Regions from separate parts of the Mus musculus genome. Here region 2 is linked to region 1. The links are chromatin contacts, called in public ChIA-PET maps. All regions are on one chromosome and are shown on one strand. The core of a region is the stretch at or near the end of the contact, and the rest is flanking DNA. Distances in the headings are between cores, read along the strand shown.

The links. ChIA-PET counts read pairs in DNA pulled down with a chosen protein or histone mark.
Region 2: an RNA polymerase II ChIA-PET map of memory CD8 T cells shows a contact between it and region 1, with 7 read pairs. The contact joins two enhancer-like sites. A contact is called at or near these places in 3 of 39 promoter capture datasets (the 3T3-L1 cell line, hippocampal neurons and pre-B cells), 1 of 484 Hi-C or Micro-C datasets (pre-B cells) and 1 of 115 datasets of contacts at active chromatin or transcription factors (memory CD8 T cells).

What each region holds. Positions count from the first base shown.
Region 1 is chr11:57,949,158-57,954,613 of GRCm38.p6, reverse strand. It overlaps the pseudogene Gm12245. Among named protein-coding and RNA genes, the nearest start is that of Gm33078, 40 kb to the right of the region's middle. Within about 2 kb of position 2,898, at least 106 of the 459 cell types and tissues checked have an H3K27ac peak or open chromatin away from gene starts, as enhancers often do. A contact at or near this core is called in memory CD8 T cells and pre-B cells, where this site is marked.
Region 2 is chr11:58,924,788-58,930,243 of GRCm38.p6, reverse strand. It overlaps Btnl10 (butyrophilin-like 10), which reads right to left. Exons shown (of 6, transcript NM_001363414.1): 6 at 3,636-5,456. Among named protein-coding and RNA genes, the nearest start is that of Btnl10, 9.6 kb to the right of the region's middle. Within about 2 kb of position 2,088, at least 232 of the 459 cell types and tissues checked have an H3K27ac peak or open chromatin away from gene starts, as enhancers often do. A contact at or near this core is called in memory CD8 T cells and pre-B cells, where this site is marked.

The DNA.
Region 1 (5,456 bases), core at 1,649-4,148:
AAGGTTCCACAGATAACAGGAGGCGGAGGCAGAGAAGGGGAGCAGTGAAAGATCTAGAAGCTAGGGTCTGCAGTAGGGAGATGGGTAACGGGAGCTATTTGTCCTCACCCCACAAAAGGAAAACCTGGCTCTGTGAGCTCTCATTTGTGTGTTGTATGGTCTGGGCACAGGTCAGCCCCTCTCTGGTCCTCAGCTTCCTATTGGATTTCCTGCTTGTAGCCTGCTTCTGTGTCCCTTTTTAACACATATATTTACATATATAAACACATACATTTACATATACATGTAAATTCATTTTTTATTTTATGTTCATAAGTGTTTTGCCTGCATGTATATCTGTGTGAGGGTAGCAGAAGTCCTGGAACTGGAGTTACAAGTAGGTGTGAGCTGCCGTGTGGGTGCTGGGAACTGAACCTCTGTTCTCTGGAAGAACAACCAGTGCTCTCAATCTCTGAGCCACCTCTCCAGCCCCAATTGGTTCTCTTAAAGGAAGGAGGCTGGGTCCAGAAACCATTCTGACCATCTTTGATACCTAGATGTCCCTGGTTCCTGGCTTCACAGCAGATGTATTGAGACACCATGTTTGTACCCTCTGGACCCCACATGCTTCCACACACAACCGACTGGGCCCTGCAAGGTCTGAACAGAAGGCCACCTGGACTTGTTCACACATTCAAAAGTCAGAGGCCCCTGTCAGCGAGGGTCAGAGTAGGTGAGAACCTGCAGCTGGTTTCAGTCACAGGACTGTACGCTGAGGAGGGACAACAGCTCCAGGAAATGACGGGGTGTGGATGCTGCTTCAGGGGTCTTTGACGTCTACTTGGAATGTTTGAATCCCCCCAGAAGGAATAGAGGAGCCCCCCGGGGCCAGCGAGCTAGACTTCCTGACTGGGGAATGGGGAAACTCAGCACTACCCATAACTTTTATTTTTATTTTATTATTTTTTGAGACAGGGTTTCTCTGTATAGCCCTGGCTGTCCTGGAACTCATTCTGTAGACCAGGCTGGCCTTGAACTCAGAAATTTGCCTGCCCCTGCCTCCAGAGTGCTGGGATTAAAGGAATGTGCCACCACTGCAGGGCTACCCATAACTTTATCTTCTCTCCCTACCCCCATGCATCTTCTCTCCCTTTTCTTTCGAGACAGGGTCAAGGCCCAGGCTGGCCTTGAATTCACTATGTTGTCTCTGGCTGTCCTGGAATTAATTGGTTAGTTTATTCATTAAAAAAAAATCTTTTTGAGATAGGGTCTTTCCTTTGCTGTCCTGAACTGGCTCTGTAGATCAGGCTGGCCTCAAACTCAGAGACATCTGCCAGTTTCTGCCTCCCAAGTGCTAAGATTAAAGGTATGTGCCGCCGCCATCTGACATTAGGAATTTATTATGTAGAAAGTTTTGCCTGCTTCTGCCTCTGGAGTGCTGGGGATTATAGGTGCAGGCTACCATACCTCGTTCATGTTATGTGATGCTGGAATAGAACCCAGGGCCTTCTAGATGCTAGGCAGGCACGCTGTCAATTGAGCTATATCTCCAGCCATTGTTTTTGTAAGAGAGGGTCTTGCTATGTAGACCTAGCTAGCCTGGAACATACTATGTAGGCTCCATCCTCCAAGTGCTGGTGTGACAGGCTTGAGCCACCACACCCATCTGCCACTTCCTACACATTGGTAATTACCTCTCTGGTCTCCAGTTTCCTTATCTGTAGAATGGGAAAGCATAGCTCATGCCTGAGTGGGTGCCGCTGGGAGCTCTGACATCACTCAGTGTCAGGTGTGTGGTGGCCTCATTTCTAGGAATAGCTTCTGGTCTGGAAATCCCCCACTCTTGTACAAGGAGACTTCACACGCTCTCCTGTTGGGCTCCACCTATCCTCCCCTACCAGCTTTTTCTCAAAACATCTATACTTCTCACACGTTGGTGAAAGCCTAAAGCAACTTGGGGGGAGGGCATCTGCTCTGGCTGTGGTCATGGGGCCTGCACACCAGGACCTCCAACATGGAGACCTGCTCAGCATGTATACCCCAACAGGAGGCAGGGCAGCACGAGTCCTCCTTTCTCTGCTTGGCTTTGAGTGCTCACTTGCAGAGGTGCAGCCAAGCTTCATTTGATTGACAGCTCCAGCCAGGTGGAAGCCGCTCATGCTTGCAGTCCTAGCCCTTGTTTATTCTCTTCTTTAATCTCAATGATCTTACTTACCATTTTCTTTTCAGATTTTTTTTCTTCTTTTTTTATTGAGACAGGGTTTCTCTGTGTAGCCCTGGCTGTCCTGGAACTCACTCTGTAGACCAGGCTGGCCCTGAACTCAGAAATCTGCCTGCTTCTGCCTCCCAAGTGCTTAGTTTAAAGGTGTGCGCCACCTACCCTGCAAGTTGCTTTTTCTTATTGCCTACCTTTTAAAATTTTTGTTAAGATTTATGTAGTCTTTTATGTGCATGGCTGTTTATCTGCGTGTATGCATGTGCACTGTGACTGTGCCCGGTGCCCTGGAACTGGAGATACGGTTGGTAGTGAGCAGCCCTGTGGGTGCCAGGAACTGAATTCACCTTCTTATGCTTTCCCAGGGTCCTCTTGTAGCCTCGGAGCTATTTCTCTGGCCCCTTCCGCACGTCTCTATACGGGTCTCGTGTATCTCAAGCTGCTGACCCTTCCCCATTTTACCAAGAGTGACGCTGAACTCCACATTCGTACACACTCCCTCCAGAGAATTGCCATTACTGGCCTGTTTCACTGCCACGCCCCTACCCTACTTCCATCTCAATTTCATTTTTTATTTCCTCTTTTTACACTTCCTTTTCTTACACCTTTCAAAGATAGCTTTTAAAGTCGGAGTCTTGGTTCTGGAGATGACACAGCCGGAGTCCCCAATGGCGAGTGGTTTCTCTCTGCCTTGCTTCGTGGCAGGAAGTTCACATCATGTCTTGCCACAGGCTTCACACCGTGCACTCCACAGAAGTTGCAGTCTAGGGAGTCTGAAGCCTGCTCCCCTGACTTAACCTGTCGCTTGCTCAGCTTTCTCCTCCAGCCAGGAGCGAAAGCCAAACACAAGATTTCTGTGGGGTGCGTTGAAGCAAGGCTGTAAACCCAGCACAGGAAAGGTAGGAGGCTTGCCACAGGTTAGAGGCCAGTATGGGCCACACTGGGAGACTCTGTCCGGTCACACCAAATGTTTAACTCATCTATTACACTTTAAAGCTGTGACTTTAGGCAGTGACAACTTCTAGTCTTGGTGTCCTCCTTTATAAACTAGCAATGACACTTGGAGAGAGGAGATGAGAACACACATAATTGTTTATTGTCACTTGTCTGCTTCCTAACGTTTAGTCGCATAAATGCTTAGGGAAACAATGCAAGAATAAATTTTCACCTAAGCAAAAACAAATTTAGGTGTCAAAAAGGCTGGCTCATCTGCTTGTCTTTGCCGCCACCTACTGGTCATATATGATAAAGCACATATTTCAAGGCTTGCCAAGATGGCCTTTTGGTTTTTTGTTTTTGCTTTTTGGGTTTTTTTTTTTTTTGAGACAGGGTTTCTCTGTGTAGTCCTGGTGACTGTCCTGGAACTCACTCTGTAGACCAGGCTGGCCTCGAACTCAGAAATACACCTGCCTCTGCCTCCCAAGTGCTGGGATTAAAGGTGTGTGCCACCACTGCCTGGCTGTTTTTGTTTCATTGAGACAGGGTCTCACTTGGCAGCCCTAATTGTCCCAGAACTAACTCTAACTCTCTCTCTCTAACTCTGTCTCTCTCTCTCTGTCTCTCTGTCTCTGTCTGTCTCTGTCTGTCTCTCTGAGTGTGTGTGTGTGTGTGTGTGTGTGTGTGTGTCTGCCACATACTGAGGAGGCCAGAAGAGACTGTCAGATCCCTTGGGGTTACAGGTTGTGAGCTGCCCTGCTTAGAGAACTGAACTCTATCTAGTCCTGGCTGTCCTCCAGCCCGCTACGTAGACCAGACCAGTCTAGAACTTATAGGGATAAAGCGATCCTTCTGCCTCTGCTTCCTGAGTGCTAGGATAAAAGTCATGTGCCACCACTGCCCACTTCTGACTCTTCTCTCACACTTACACTCCAGCACTATGTATTTATACTCTCTTCTTAGCTCCCACCCCTTAGTTAGGCTTCTGATGCTGTGATAAAACCACAACTTAAGGAGGAAAGATTTATTTCAGCTTCCAACTCTTAGGTCACTCTTTACCACTGAGGGAAGCCAGGGCAGGAACTCAGGACAGGAACCTGGAGGCAGGAGCTGATGCAGAAGTCATGGAGAAATGCTGCTTACCGGCTTGCTCACCCATGGCTTGCTAAGCCTGCTTTCTTATATGACCCAGGAACAGCTGCCCAGGGTTGGCATTAGCACAGTGGGTGGGGCCCTCCCACATCAATCATTAAGTAAGAAAATGGCAGACGGACTTGTCTAGAAGCCAATCTTACAGAAGCAGTCTCTCACTTCTCCTCCCACATGATTCTAACGTGTGTCAAGTTGACAACAACTAAAAAAGAAATAAACTACCGGCTTACACCTGTAATAAGAATCTAAAATTTGTAAATATTTTAATAAACTCCAAGTTTTCTTTAAAAATATATAAATGAGAAATTAAAAAAAAATGCTGGACAGTGGTGATACACCTCTTAAATCCCAGCACTTGGGAGGAAGAGGCCAAGTGGATCTCTGTGAGCTTGAGACCAGTGTGGTCCACAGAGGGAGTTACGGGATGTGATGGTTTGTATGTGCTCAGCCCAGGGAGTGGCACTATTAGAAGGTGTGGCCCTGCTGGAGTAGGTGTGTTCTTGTTGGAGTGGGCTTGTCATTGTGAGTGTGGGCTATAAGACCCTCATTTTAGCTGCCTGAAAGTCAGTATTCTGTTAGCAGCCTTCAGGTAAGGATGTAGAACTCTCTGCTCCTCCTGCACCATGCCTATCTGGATGCTGCCATGTTCTTGCCTTGATGATAATGGACTGAACCTCTGAACCTGTAAGCCAGCCCCCAGTTAAATGTTGTCCTTATAAGAGTTGCCTTGGTCATGGTGTCTGTTCACAGCAGTAAAATCCTAACTAAGACACAGGACAGCCAGGGATACACAGAGAAATCCTCAAAAAAATAAAATAAAATAAAATAAAATAAAATAAAATAAAATAAAATAAAATAAAATAAAATAAAATAAAATCAGGACACAGCCAGGATATGCGTTATACTTATATTTCAGCATCTGAGAGGTGAGGCAGGAGGATTGCCTTACGTAAAAGTAGCCTGGTTTGGAACTTAATAGCTAAGTAGCAAGATCCTGCCTCAATAAAAAAAAAAAAACAAAAAACAAAAAAAATCAACCAGGGGCTGGAGAGATGACTCAGCAGTTAAGAGTACTGACTGCTGACTCTCTCTAGCCCGCCATCCCCAGGCACCTGTTCCTGGTGGCGCAGAGCACACGGCCCGGGCAGCACGGAAAGCAGCAGGAGGAGGAAGA
Region 2 (5,456 bases), core at 839-3,338, 980 kb before region 1:
ATGAGGTCAACAGTATAAAATACATTCTAGATGAGGGGGTTGTTTGGGTTAGTTGGTTGTTCCCCCCCCCCCCCCGTTATTTTTGGTCTCTAACTGAATCTATAGAGGTGGAACCTATGAGCATGCTGACTGTATTCTAACATGCAAGTCATTTAGTCGGGCCTTGATGATCCAGAGGCTCTCTGGCAGCACCTCCCCTGCAGACTGTGGGTGAAATTCTTAACTCCCCTTTGGGACTTATTGAGAGACTCGGGGTGTAGCCTATGGCATTTCTTCCTTAGTGAAAACTGGATGTGGCTCTGGCTTCACCCCAGTCACCTCGTGGTTAAGGGAGCTGGCTACAGCTGTCTCCAGGCAGGTCAGTTCAAAGGCCACTTCACACACCCACCTAGTTTTCTCCAGCAAAGGCTCCCAGCTAACCAGAAGTCTGCTAAAATTCCCAGGAAAGGGAGGCGTCCACAAGGTCTGTGGCTCTGGCTGCCCACCTGAGGTGCTTTATTTCCATATGAGAATTTTAATTTGGAGATGGATAACTGAGTTGAAACAAAGATTCTCTGTTAAACTGTCATGAAAAGGAATGTGCTGTTAAGGAATTTTTAGGAGACAAACAAGGCTAAGGACTGATAAGATTTTAGAAGGAGAGCAGCCACCGATGCAGCCCTGCCATTGATACAGCACGCAAGCCTGCCAGGACTGAACTCACAAAACATATAGTCTGGTTTTAGCAAGATTTTATTTTGGGGCGGGACAGGACAAGTATTTTTTTTTTTCTTTCTTTCTTTTGACGGGCAGCTTCTGAGTCCCTGTGGTTCCTTTCATAAATGTAAGGGTTGTATTCTGATGACTAGGGTTTTCTGAATTCTGTCCCCTGGCCTCAGACTGAACAGCTCTGCAGGCTGGTCAATGCACCCAGCCTTCTGTCAAACCCCTCATCCCATAACTTGCCCAGGCCCCCTCCTATACCAGACCTGCTGAGCGGACTACCTTACTAACCAGGTATCTGGTGACCTGTGCTCAACTCGCTGCTGGGTCAGGTGGGTCAGTAAAAAGGATGGGGCAAGTTAGAGGCCAGCTTGTCCTGGTTCTGCAGTTCTTGGATTCTCAGAGCCAAGAAGAGCTAGCTGGAGGAGTTGGTGCAGGCAAAGCATAGCTCCCACCGGCAATCCTAAAGGACATGAGCAAACCTCGGGCTGTGCTGCCCTGGATTCTGAGAGGGGTTGGGGGGAGGGGGGAGGGGGAAGGGTAGGGAGGGAGAGTCAGTCTCCATTTACTGCTTACAGGAAGAGGTTCCACGGGTGTAGTGTATGATGGTCTCTGATTAGAGACTCGAGGTCAACACCATGCTTAATCATAAAGGGTCATGCCTTCCATCCTTTCCAAAGGCCTGCTCTATTTCCTAAACATGGGTCTACACACTCTGCCCTGTGAGGCTGGAATATGCACTCCTAAATCGCATTAGTAGGTGTCATGAGGGTGAGGCACCACCTCCTTGTGGACAGCTCTGTGTTCTGGCAAAGAAGAAAGATCATCTGTCATCAGCCAGGAGAAACAAGGATTTCTGAGGGAGCAGTGCCTTGAAATAAAAATAGCAGAAGTCAAGCTTATGGAATTCTGTAATATGCAAATGAGGTGACTTCCTGGGCTCTTGTGATTGGACAAGTCTCCACAGAGCATCCAATGAAAGCCTTTAGGTTGTGGACCATCTTTAGTGTCTGAGGGTGTGGCCATTTAAGAGAGTCAGGGTTGTGCTGTAAGCTGGTCATTCATTTCTGGTGGTCAGCTTGTTTCCTTCCTGGATCTCTCGCCCCTTCCTTTCAGTTTCTCTTCAGGTTTAGGGCTCTGGTGACTCGGGTGTCGCAGCTGTCTGCGCTTCCAACCACTTCCTGCACGGAGGTCTGTGAGCTGTGTGGCTGATCACAGCGCAAGACAGTCTAATCCAGCTCTCAGCAGTGCAAGGATACCCAGAAGGCCACCAGCTACTGAGGCTTTGTCTACCCTCGGGGGCCCTTCAGTGACTACCAAAGGCTCTTCAGAGATAACCAGAGTCCCTGGATAGCTTAATGGAAAAGCCTTAAAGGACTCCTGACCTGGAAGAGAATAGGCAGTCTCCCCCTGGTGGCCTGGCCGAGGTAGTACCGCGCGGCACATTAGAAAGCCGGGTTTGTCCCAAAACAAAGGTCTGGGGGCTCTTCAGCCAGATCTTGGACTCTACACAGGTTGTCTTGACGATTCAGTTGGGAGACACTGTCCCCGGCTTTGACCCCAGCATTTAGGATAGGTCAGCCAAGTCTACAAAGTGAGATCCTATCTCAAATTAAGTAAACAAACCAAACAAAAAACCAAACAAACCAGCAGGCGTCGGTTTCCTGATTGAATTGTATGTTAACCATCCAGCTTCCGCCAAAGAGCAAAGGAACTAGTCCCCGCAAGTGCGTGGCTCAACACCGTTTTGATCTGGTGCTCTCCTTGGAGAAAATTTGTACTGCAGTATCTCTATTGCTATTTCATTACATCCACATTAGGATAAAAAATACAGCGTGGTGGGCACTTTGCTATGCATACTAGTACTAATATTAATACTAAATACTTTGTATTTGAGTTTTTAGCCCATTTCTATCTATTTGCAAAATTTCAGGAAAATTGTGAGAGAGGTGGAAGCAAGCACTCCCCGTATTTACAGCCAGCTGGTTTTCACCTTCACCTAAAGGTGGTCATTATTTTTGAGAATATTTTTGGTCGATTATTTTACTAATAAATGTGGATCATAGCTATGCACTGAGGGCATGGCTCAGTAGTCAAGAGCACTGGCTTCTCTTCCAGAGGACCAGGGTTTGGTTTGTGGCACTCACCTGGGAGACTCATAATATTCTGTATATATTCTGTATTCAGCTCCAGGAGATCTAGGCTCTCTTCTAGACTCTGAGAACACTGCATGCACATGGTACACAAGCATACATGCAGGCAGAACAGCCACACACACACACACACACAGTGATTGTCTTCCTATGAGCTCCCCAAAAACGTGAGCTAAGAAAGATTCATGTCTCCCAGCTACAGGCATTTTATTATGAAAACAGGAAATTAACACAGAAAAATTTTTAAAAGTTTATTTTAAATTCCAGAACAGGGAAAAAAGGGTCACTGCAGGGATATATCACGTAGAACAGGAGAAAATGAAAGTTCTCCACATTGTGGTATCAGTAATACTCCACAATTTAAAAGGACTGACTTCAAAATAAGTCCATCAAGGAAAAAGGGAAAATCAAAACAAACACAAACTCTACAGGGTCAGTGCCTACCTAGAGTGGAACCCTAGACAGGGATCAAATTCCAACAAGTCCTAGGGAACTTTTACAGAGAAAGACTCTGAACTTTTGATGATGCTGCCATGTGACTGTACACTCTGACCAATGTTCCCTGTGTGAGCTCCGCTCACAGATACCTTAACTACGGCTGCAAGGAATCCAGTGTCCTGTTCTGGCCTCCACAGGTACACACACACACACACACACACACACACACACACACACACACACACACACGAGAGAGAGAGAGAGAGAGAGAGAGAGAGAGAGAGAGAGAGAGAGAGAGAGAGAGAGACAGGCAGACATAAAGTTTCATTTTTTTGTTTGTTTCCCTGTGTAGCCCTGCCTGTCCTCAAACTCACTCTGTAGACCAGGCTGGCATCGACCTCAGAGATCCGCCCTCCTTTTTAGATTATGCATGTGTCACCTCCTGGTGTACAGGCATGCGTGCAGACAAAACACTTGTGTACATACAATACATAAATCTTAAAACAACCAACCCCCCCAAAAAATTCTCTAGCTAGGCAGTGGTGGCCCACGTCTTTAGTCTCAGAGCTCAAGAGGTGGAGGCAGGTGGTTCTCTGATCTACACATTTTCTATCTGGCCAATTTGTTACATATAAGTATCACAATGATAAAGAAGGAAAAAAAGTTAAAACTTTATTACTCCAAGGTTGAAAAACTGTAACATGCAGGGGATGAGGTGGGGTGGGGGACAGTGTGTGTGTATGTGTGTGTGTGTGTGTGTGTGTGTGTGTGTGTGTGTGTGTGTGTGTGTGTGTCTTTTATTGGGTCTCATCTCTTCTCCCATTTCTTTCTATATAAATGCCAGCCTCTCTCCAAAGCCCAGCCCAGGGGCTGCCTGTGCTTGTGACATTTCCTTGCTAATCCACTGACTAACCATAACTGCTCTTGACTGGGAACCCAAAACACTAGGTGACCTTTGTCTGTGTCTGAGGACCTTTCTCTTGCAAGCATGTATAGGCTACTACAGTCCCTATGGACAACGATCTGCTCATTCTGAGGAGGCATTTTGATGCAAAAGGGGTGCCCACCACTCAGCCAGGGACCTTCAACTCCAACCCACTAGGGTAGGTTCAGTGTTCCCCCAAATATGTGGGAGTCAGGACCTCTCGCATCTGTGACCAGGATCATTTGGAGGAAAGGGTCCTTACAGAGCAGTCAAGTTACAAACCTCTGAATGGAGCCAGCTGGCGTTAACGCGGGCTCTGAGTTGGATTGCTAAGAGAAAATGTTTAAGGAGAACCAGAGAAGAGCTGGCCATATGACCACAGGGCCAGCATTTGCAGTGATGTGACTGCCAGCTAAGAGGACTCCTCCAGACACTGGAAGGGAGGCCTGGTTTTCCCATGCTTTCAGGAGAAGCCAACCCTGACAATCTGACTTCAGTTCAGATTTCTGGTCTCCAGAATTTAGAGGGAAGAGTCACTAGTGGCTTTTAGGCCAGAGCTCTTAACCTAAAAGCCCCAGGCCCCTTGGAGTGGGGGTCCTGATCACCAACCAGATCAATCACACCAACAATCCCTGCTTGAACTTGCAACAAACAGCAAGAGGGAATGTTGGGTCTGCAGGATGGTGAGACTCTGTTTCTCTTGGGGCCACCAGCTTCACAGCACTAGATAGAGCGTTTTTCTCAGTCCCTATGGAACAGGCACCACGGAGCAGCACCCCACTCCCTGGGCTCTTCTGCTGCCGCAGTCTTGGAATGGAAGATTCTCAGGGAGCCGAGAGCTGGGTCCAGCACTTGTGTTCTCAAGTGTCCATTAAAACCCACTTCTCATCTGTTTTCTCTTTCAATATGGATGTGGTTTCTGTCCTCACTGAACTCTGACCAAAGTCTTAGGAATCTTGGGATCTTTGCTTTTGTGTGACTTGAACTAGTCTGTCACCGTGAGTGAAAGAAAGGGATTTAGGTAGAAATAGATTGGAGGAGGAAGAAAAGAAACAAGGGAAGGGAGAGGGACTGGAGAGATGGTTCTATGATTAAGAGCCCTGGCTGCTGTTGCAAAAGAATGGAGTTTTGTTCCCAGCACCCTCTGTCAACGCATAAACTCTCTAACTCCAGTTCCAGGGGATCGGATGCTATCCTCTGGCCTCTGTGGGCACCGCACCTGTGTGCGCAGACACACA